Regions from separate parts of the Xenopus tropicalis genome. Here region 2 is linked to region 1. Evidence: chromatin contacts called from public Hi-C data. All regions are on one chromosome and are shown on one strand. The core of a region is the stretch at or near the end of the contact, and the rest is flanking DNA. Distances in the headings are between cores, read along the strand shown. Region 1 has its middle 94 kb from the start of mn1. Region 2 holds the start of mn1 (meningioma (disrupted in balanced translocation) 1).

Region 1 (4,416 bases), core at 819-3,318:
TATTAATAATTAATATGTATTTAGTTCATTCACTTTTGTCTTCGGTAAGCAAAAAAAAAAACAGTTCATCAGCCCCAAAAGCTAATCCAGTTGGTAAAACATCCACCTTCAAATTATTAACATTGTTGTCAAACATCAGTAATTGCTACATCTCATTTAGTAGATTGGATGATTTATAGAAAAAGCTTTAAAGAATGTGTAAGTTTAACAAGCTTGAAGAATAAATGTTGAAATATTGCACAAAGATTCCATTTTATGTAGTGAACTGATTTATAGAGGTGGTAATCAATTCCTTGTCAACTCACATGAGCTACAGTATTTAGCTGCAGACTGGGCCCAGCGTTATTTTTATGAACATTGTTTTCAGTTTTCACTTTTTGTGCGGCTTGAAGATTGATAGTGATGTTAGCTGTTGACACTAATCTACTTTGGTAATAAAGTTTCAGTTCCTCCACATTTTTGATGGCACACAAAAAGCAATGCATTTGAAAATATGTTGCTAGTTTCATAAAAGTGGGAAACTAAAGGGCCAGTTGGCTCTTTTCAAATTCAGTGTTTCTATGTTTCTTTGGCTCACATGATTCAGATGTATGGAGGAGTGTTGTTAATACTATACTATCAAAAGTATTTTTTGATTAAGAAAATATAAATTATTGATTAGAAATTTTTAAAAAGGATTAAAGTACTAGTATGAATTATGTTATATGATTTGTTGTGAATGAACAGCAGGGCTTATTTATTATGCAAAAATATATATTTACTATATATTATACAAAATGTGCAAATGCATAATGTGAGTTGATGGGTGCTTGCATTCACAGATGTTCCTTGTGAGCACAATGGCACAGAGGTACACACAGGTAAGAGGCACAGAAATGCCCATGACACACCATGTGCCACCCCTTTCATGGGGACAATGAGCAATGTACCAACATCAGGTGAAAGAACCATTCACAATAGGAACAAAGAGTGGGGTGAGTAGAATTGTGGAGAAAAAGCATGGTGTATTGCCCCTGTTTTGTGCACTCAGCGCCTTGCCCTCCAAGTACTAATATGTTTTCTTTGTTGGATATCTTGCCATAAAGTAAATTTAGTGCCCTTCATCTCTTCCAGTCTTCTGAACTCTGTAGCTGATATTCTTTGAGAAAACACTGTATTCAGGTCAATGCGAGAAATGTTTTTATCTTTGTGTCTTTTGACTTACCTACTGGTGTATAATATCAGTGAGTTATGCTATCTGGCTATACTTACTAGAAGTGACAATTGATAACCGTATTTCAAACATAGCATAGAAGCTACAATAATCATAATTATTTTAAAGATCAGTAACTTTAAGGGAAAAATGTAAAATTAATAATGGTGGTTAAACAATATTAACATATTTGTTCAGATGTTCAGAAAAATCTAGGGTTAGAGTGAAAAGAGCCAAAAAGAGCAACAAAACCACTACAATAAAGTTTGTTGCGTTGTATTTTCAAATATAAAAGAAGGACTTTTTAGCTCCTTTTGGCCCTTCTCACTTTAACTTTAAAGGTTTTTGTTTGGTTGCACTCCAAGTCCTACCCCTTACAAGCCTTGGCTCAATATCTTGTACTTATGATGAGATCATACAGATTAAAACAGGCTGTCTGCAAGTTTGTATTTATGGCTCTGAATTATTAGGTTGTATCTGTACTTAAAAAAAACTAAGGGTTCTGGATGAATAATTGGCTACAAGGACATAAATGGTTATTTGTACATCTTTACCCACAATTCCTTAAAAAGTGTTAAGGCCTCTCATTTCAGGTTTAAGGCAGTGCTGTGTGTATAGCACGAGGAATGTGAATATGTTCTGTTTTCAGAATGCTTCTTCTTGCATTGTACCCTTTGCATATACAGAACTCACATTAGGAGCATTGTTAACTTATATCCCAACTATAGGTGGCTCTAAAGTTCAGTCAAACATGCTTTAATGCTGGAATCTTCTCTTAAATAGTGGTCTTTAGGGCTTTTTACCTATTGACACCACCTTGGGAGTCTGCACAAGAAAAGTCCTTTGTTTTTAAACCTCCCCAGGCTGTCCTTTCTTCTAGGCCTAGCCCCAAAGCTATTTTGTTTCTCGTTTAATACTGATTTTGTGACCTTCTATTGAACAGTAACTAAGTACCAACAGACACTGTAGCACTTCCAGCAACCATGCAGATAAAACTAAGGTTACAACTCTAACAGAACTGCAAGGCAGCAATGCTATCTACCAGACCATTGTATTGCAAAAAATATTTTCTCTGATCAGTTGCCTGTAGTAACATTAAAGAAAGCAAAGTTTTAAGAGCATGTTAAAAGAGAGAAGGTTTGTATTTAATTACACATGTGGATTGCATAATTAGTGGACACTGAATGGAGTGGGAATGTATCAATATTACTAGGAAACCAGTTTCTATAGAAGAATAATGGCCACTCCAGTCCATGGTGACTGGCACTAATCTACTTCCAGGCCCAGATTGGGATTTAAATTGCCCTGGCATTTTAAGTACACAACCCCCCCCCCCAGGCAATTAAATAAAGACTGCCCATAGCAACCCCTCTGGAGTACACAGATTGCCAGTCTAGGCCTGTCCAGGCATGCCAAAATGGCAGCTACAAATACCACTGGGATAGGCGACTTTTCTATAGAAAGAGGTTTTTGTGCCGACTTAGTTATACTAACACATTTCTAACAACTTTTATAGGACTTATATGTAACTTTTTACATTGAGTGAATCAAAAGCACAGCACCATATCATTCTGTAATCTTCCCTACTATTCCATTCTCTGTTTATGTCTCTAGCTGAGTACCATGGTATTTCTGATTGTGGTTACTATAGAGTTTCTTAAATGTACAGATGACAGTAAGAGCCCAAATTGACCACAGTCATTCTTTCTAATTACATTCTGGCATTTCTAGAAAAAAACAATAGTATGGAGCTCACATGAAAGAGGAGCTTGTCAGATAAAAAGGTCTATATATGCCATCTAAATTATTCACTGCTTTTTAAATTGCGTAGTATGATTTGAGGAAAAAGAGCAGAATCAAATTTTTTTCTAAGAAATTTGTCAGTTTATGTAAGAGATCTATAGATTAAAACAGGGCTATCTAACTGGAGGCTTATGGGTCAAATATGCATCCTTCAAAGGCATACTTATGGCCTGCATTCCAATGGGCTCCATAGGCATCTTTAGATGGCATCTTTATTTGGATAAATGTGTCGTCAGTCAGATAATTGGTCCACTACTTAAGGAAAAAAGAGAAGAGCGGAGGAAGTCCAACAGAAATTATAAAAGCACACATTGTATAATGGTCTATTTTCTGCTCATCCAAAGAATGGTTAGCCCTTATGTGGTAATGTTTAGGCTAGAAAAATAAAAACTGTGTAAACTGTACAGTGTAATTGTGTTATGTAAAGCAGTTGTAAACCAAACAGAACAGGTCAAGCTGTTAGAATTTACTTTAAGGATCATTAGTACAGTTCCCAATGTTTGTTTTAAATTCACAGAGTTTATTTTACAGCATTTGTTTTGCTAAAGATCCAAGTTTTTATCTGCAAATGCTCTATAACTGGGTTGGAAAATATTTCTGTTAAGACAATTGTATGGTGTTATTTACGTTTTAGGCAGATTCCCGAATTAAATAAAGCAAAGCAATAACATGTGATTTTAAAACATATATATTTTAAAAATGTTGTACACAGAAAAAGTCTAAACGAGTTTATAATGAGCCGGGCAAATGCAAGTTATTTTTGGTTTAACAAGCAACAATTGCTTCCTATACCTGAGTGCTGAACAGGAAACCAAGGTCACATGGCTTTTCCATTCAAAACAATCTGGATTGTGTCTCCATAAAACCATTGCCACATTCTGACAGCTGTTGGGAAAGCACTTCATTATGGAGTTATGCAATCATCAACCATATGATCCGAGTCCGGTTAACAAAAAAAAAAAAAAAGAAACGTTGGACCCGGCGCTGTACAGTAATTAGCTGCAAGCCTGTTACACATGTCGCAGTGAGTTGACTTTCACATTTGTACACAGCAATATTTTAGGTGCCAGTATATTTATCTTAATATGTTATCATTTTAAAATGTGTCTATCTTTTTTTTTTTCTATTGGAAGGCGAATACACAAATACTGGATATTTTTCAATAGGAACATAATTCATGCATTTCCAAAACACTCAGAAAAGAGCCAATCATTATTCCAGATTCCCAATTCTCCCCACATAGCCTGGGAAAATAAGAGAGAATATATAAAAGAAACAAACACACATAAACCACATAATTAAGTGGCGGTTTGGCTGTGGTTGGCTGTTTAACTTTCAGCATCTCAGTTAGACCACAGAATGCGCTTCTTACGAGTTATTCAGATACAGGTATCAGCTTACTCAATACAGACCAGAATCAC
Region 2 (4,416 bases), core at 724-3,223, 94 kb after region 1:
CATGTCCTTCCCCTGGAATTCCCAGAGGTTCCTGAATGCCCATCCTATTTACACCTGGTCTAAATAATAAATTTGACCCATTTTGTTGTAAATTCATATCATGGGATGAAGGGTCAGCGGGCAGATTTGAGCCACCCATTCTCCTTTGAAGAATATCTCCAGGTGGGTGAGGGCCAGGAAACCAAGCATTTTCCTGAGCCACATGTGGATTTTGAGGGTCAAAAGTACCAATCCTACCTCCCTCACGATCAAAGTTTGGTTGCTGCATACCACCCACTTGACCTCCATGTACAATGCTGCTTTGATTGACATCCCCATGATGGCCCAATTGCTGTATATTGGCCTGTCTCATTCTCTGTTGCTGATTTCGGGAAGCCATTTGTTTTATCATCATTGCTGCATTTTGGCGTTGTTGAAGTGACTGGTGATCTGAACCAGGGTGTTGCAGCGCTGGGCCAGGAGGAAAACTTTCCGGCACTTGAGGATTATAGTCACCTGGAAGACCAGGGTATGTAGAAGGGGACAGGTGACTCTCAATGGCAGCATTGTGAATGTTACTATTATTCCATGCAGCACAGTTATCCACGCTATGATTATTTGGGAAGTCAAAGCGTGGCCTTTTAGTAACATTCATATAGGGAGCATCAAAATGTTGCAATCTTTGATTTGGAGGTTGCTGTGGAGGTGCTTGTTGCATACTGAACACGGATTCAGAATATGGGTGCATATTCCTATTCTCAAGTCGATGAATGGGGTATTCAAACTGTGCATGTTGGCTTTGCATTACTGGTCCATTGTCCTGTAAGTTTGGGTTGGAGGTATTGGCTTCTGTTTGCTGTTGCCTGGTGATTGCGGGTGGGCAAGAGTTTTGCCTTGCAAGTAAGCCAGTCTGCTGTTGTTGCAGCAAGGGATGTCTGGCATTGACTGCAGGATCCATGCCCACTGACATTTTCCGTGCATTGTTAAATCGCTCAAAAAAGACACCATGCTGCTGTTGTGGGTGAACTTTACCCATTCCCACTAAGCCAGGAGGTCTAGGTAACACAGATGTACCAGGGAAACTGCCGCTGGGGACCTGCCTTCCAGCTCCATAATGGCCATCTGAATCTGATGGAGAGAACACAGGTACCTCAAAGTGTCCTGAAGGGTTATCGCTGGGATAATTGTATTCCAGAGGTTCAACACCTCCTTGGTTGTGAATTCTCCTTTGTTCTTGGTTGTGAGAATCAGAGGTGGAGGATGTAGGGAGCCCGTGAAAAGAAGAAGCCCGGTTAGGAGACTGGTCTAGGGGAAGGCAAGGTGCGGGGACAGCATGGTTACTAGCAGTAGAGTTGGGGTGTTGAAATTCTGAGATATTACCTGACCTCTGCTGTACAAATCCCTCTCCTGATGGATTCTCTGCTATCTGCTCATAGCCCTCACCAAAGGCTTGTTGGTTGCCAATATTGTTGTTGTAGCCCATGAAACGACCACCATGCAAGCAGGAGGCAGTGGCATCAGGTCCATTAAAGTTGCCACTGAAGTGAGGGTGATGCTGGTGCGAGTTGGGGTGCCCATGGTGAGGATTATGCTGATTGTTAAAGAACCCATGGACAGGTTGTGGCTGCATTCCTCCAGGGTGGATGTCTGATTGTCCCCTAGCATGGTAGCCATAAGGCTCTCCGTTTAGATTGAGGTTCATGCCTAACATAGAAGGCTCGTTCAACGCTCCCATGGCAGAATCCACAGCGCCCGGTGCCCCCGCAGAATGAAACGCAGCGTTTTTAAAATGTGAGCTCATATTCATCCCGGGCTGAGTAAAGTTTCTCTCTCCTTGGCCAGCGCTTCTGCTATTGATCTGCGGCTCAAACTGCTCCAGCCCAAACATAATTCCCAAGCGATCAATAAGGCATGGCAGCAGCTCGTCCCGCTACTGGTGCTATCGCAGTCGCTTGTCGCAGTGGCAGGCAGGAGTGCGGGCTGTGGCGGAATTCATGCACAGTGTGCGGAGCCACAAACACAAGTGGAAGAAGTGGAGCGATGTTGTGTGCGGAGCTCTCTCAGATGAGCTCACATTTTGTAATCTGATAGGGCCTGGGCTGTGAGATCACAAGTCAACATTTTCTTATTGCGATCTCATGAAGAGCCAATGCAACAGCCGCTCTCCCCAAACCACAAACACATCCAAGAAATCGCCCCAATTGGCCCAAAGTAGGCAAATCAACAAAAGTTCTGCAGATACCTTAGTCCGTGCAAATCCGATGCCCTTGGCTAGGGTCGCATATCCACATGGGCAGGACTGTCCCGGGTCAGAAGGGGAATGTGAATGAAGAAGTCTTCCTATTGCCTTATCAGTAGGTGGGCTCCCCTCCAACTGGCTGCAAGTTTCAGCGCCCCCACCTCTGGCATGGTGTCACCCTACTGAGTGTCATCTGCAACCACCAGCGCCTGGGATCTCTGCCCGCTTCCACTACACAGCGCAAAGTGCCGGCGTGCCCGGAGCCCAGGCTCCTGCAGTCCCCGGAGCTCAGATGCTGTCCCTAAGGCTCTGACTGCTCCGGATCTCTATAGCCACTTGTGGTGCCTCCGTATCCAGCAAGCCGGCAGCTCAGTATTCAGCTTTGTCCCTTTGTTCGCGATCAAGCAGTCGGGGCTTCTCAGCACAGAAGCGGAGCCAGGATCTGCCCCCCCTCTCACCCCGGCAGGAGGATTTGAGTGTGAGGTCCCGGCTGTCCCCTCGCCGCTCACCCAGCCCGACACAGCAGCAGCAGCAGCAGCAACAAGTTTTGCATAGAGCAGCAGCGGCCGCGGCAATCAATTCCTCGCATTCGCTGGCAGCCAATGTGCGGCAGGGGGGGCGCGGCTAACACTTAAGGTGCTCCTTCCACATTAGAGCAGTGAGGGAGAGGGAGACGGATCTGGCATTTATTTCCATCATATAACAATATAGGTTGGTGAGAGCGACCCTGGCCGCCTGCCTCTCCTCACACTGCCATGCCCTGTTTGTGTAAGCGCAGCTGCTGCCTGGGAGAGACACAGAGAGAGGCAGAGAGAAGCCCTATCTATCTAGCAGCAACGCAGTATCCTTTTGTTAGGGGCTCCCCCTTCATGGAACTCACATGAGGGAAGTGGCAGGAGAAAGCAATGTGATTATTGGGGGGGGGGGGGACTCTCTGGGCACCCACTCTAACTACTCACACTGGCCTGGCCTTGTACAGAGCTCATTGGGGTTTTCTTAGAACAAAGGCCACTTTGGGTGTATGTGACAGTGGCACTCTACTACCTGCACCCTCACCTGCTTTTGGACTATAATTCCCAGCATGCTGTGCTGGCATGCTACAATGAAATAACATCTAAAGGAATGCGGGTTGGGTTGTCACTCATACACACCACCAAACACACACACAAATATCTATCTATCATCTATCTATCTATATATCTATCTATCTATATATCTATCTATCTACATCTATCTGTCTATCATCTATCTATCTATCATCTATCTATCTATCTATCTATCTATCTATCTATCTATCTATCATCTATCTGTCTATCATCTGTCTAGCTATCTATCTATCTATCATCTATCTATCTATCTATCATCTATCTATCTATCTATCATCATCTATCTATCATCTATTTATCTATATCCATCATCTATATCATCTATCTATCAGCATCTATAATATCTATCATCCATCTATATCATCTCTCTATTTATCATCTATCTATTTATCTGTCTATCATCAATATCTAATATTTATCATCTATATATATATCTATCTGTCTATCATTTATCTATCAACCTATATTTCTATATATTATCTATCTATCTATCTATCTATCTATCTATCTATCTATCTATCTATCTATTGGAGAGAAACAATACAAGTCCATAGAGAGTTCTGTGGCAGTGATTATAATGTACATTGTACATTGCATATAAGGAGGAGAGATGGCAAGATAGCAGTAAGTAGATTGTAATGGATCCAAGCACTTGAAGAGAAGAGATAGTTGGGCTAGTGTTTACATTAGGCTGATAATGACCTGCATATATATGTGTATCGGAATGCCATATATTACTCGCGGAATGACGTGTTTGCCGATCTAACTGCCACAGATGCACATGGGCTGGAAACTGCATGTGGAACGTCCCATTACAAGTGCTCAGCTGTTCTGTATGAAACCAGTTTGCTTCCCCTTTGCTCCAGGAGCCCTTCTCATTGATCATGTGGCATAGTAGGTAATTCTGGGGCTCACTGTTATATTTGCTTTTGTGTTTATCTAACTGTTAAAATTTGAAATATGCTGCTGCTTAGTTTAGGATGCTAACTGGGTTTACAGCAAATCAAGTCTCCTTTAAAGATCAATTAGTCTGGTGCAGCTAAGAGTGGGACCGCTCTAATGCGGAAATCAATAAGGGCAATTTAATATCTG

Evidence for each region. Hi-C and Micro-C count contacts between places; a contact is called where the count stands out from the background.
Region 2: a Hi-C map of neurula embryo shows a contact between it and region 1, with 2.7 times the contacts expected there. The contact joins the promoter of mn1 here to the enhancer-like site in region 1. A contact is called at or near these places in 2 of 5 Hi-C or Micro-C datasets (gastrula embryo and neurula embryo).

What each region holds. Positions count from the first base shown.
Region 1 is chr1:149,944,738-149,949,153 of UCB_Xtro_10.0, forward strand. No RefSeq gene overlaps it. Among named protein-coding and RNA genes, the nearest start is that of mn1, 94 kb to the right of the region's middle. Within about 2 kb of position 2,069, at least 2 of the 11 cell types and tissues checked have an H3K27ac peak or open chromatin away from gene starts, as enhancers often do. A contact at or near this core is called in gastrula embryo and neurula embryo, where this site is marked.
Region 2 is chr1:150,038,812-150,043,227 of UCB_Xtro_10.0, forward strand. It overlaps mn1 (meningioma (disrupted in balanced translocation) 1), which reads right to left and starts at 1,974. Exons shown (of 2, transcript NM_001100202.1): 1 at 1-1,974. The coding sequence starts at 1,867.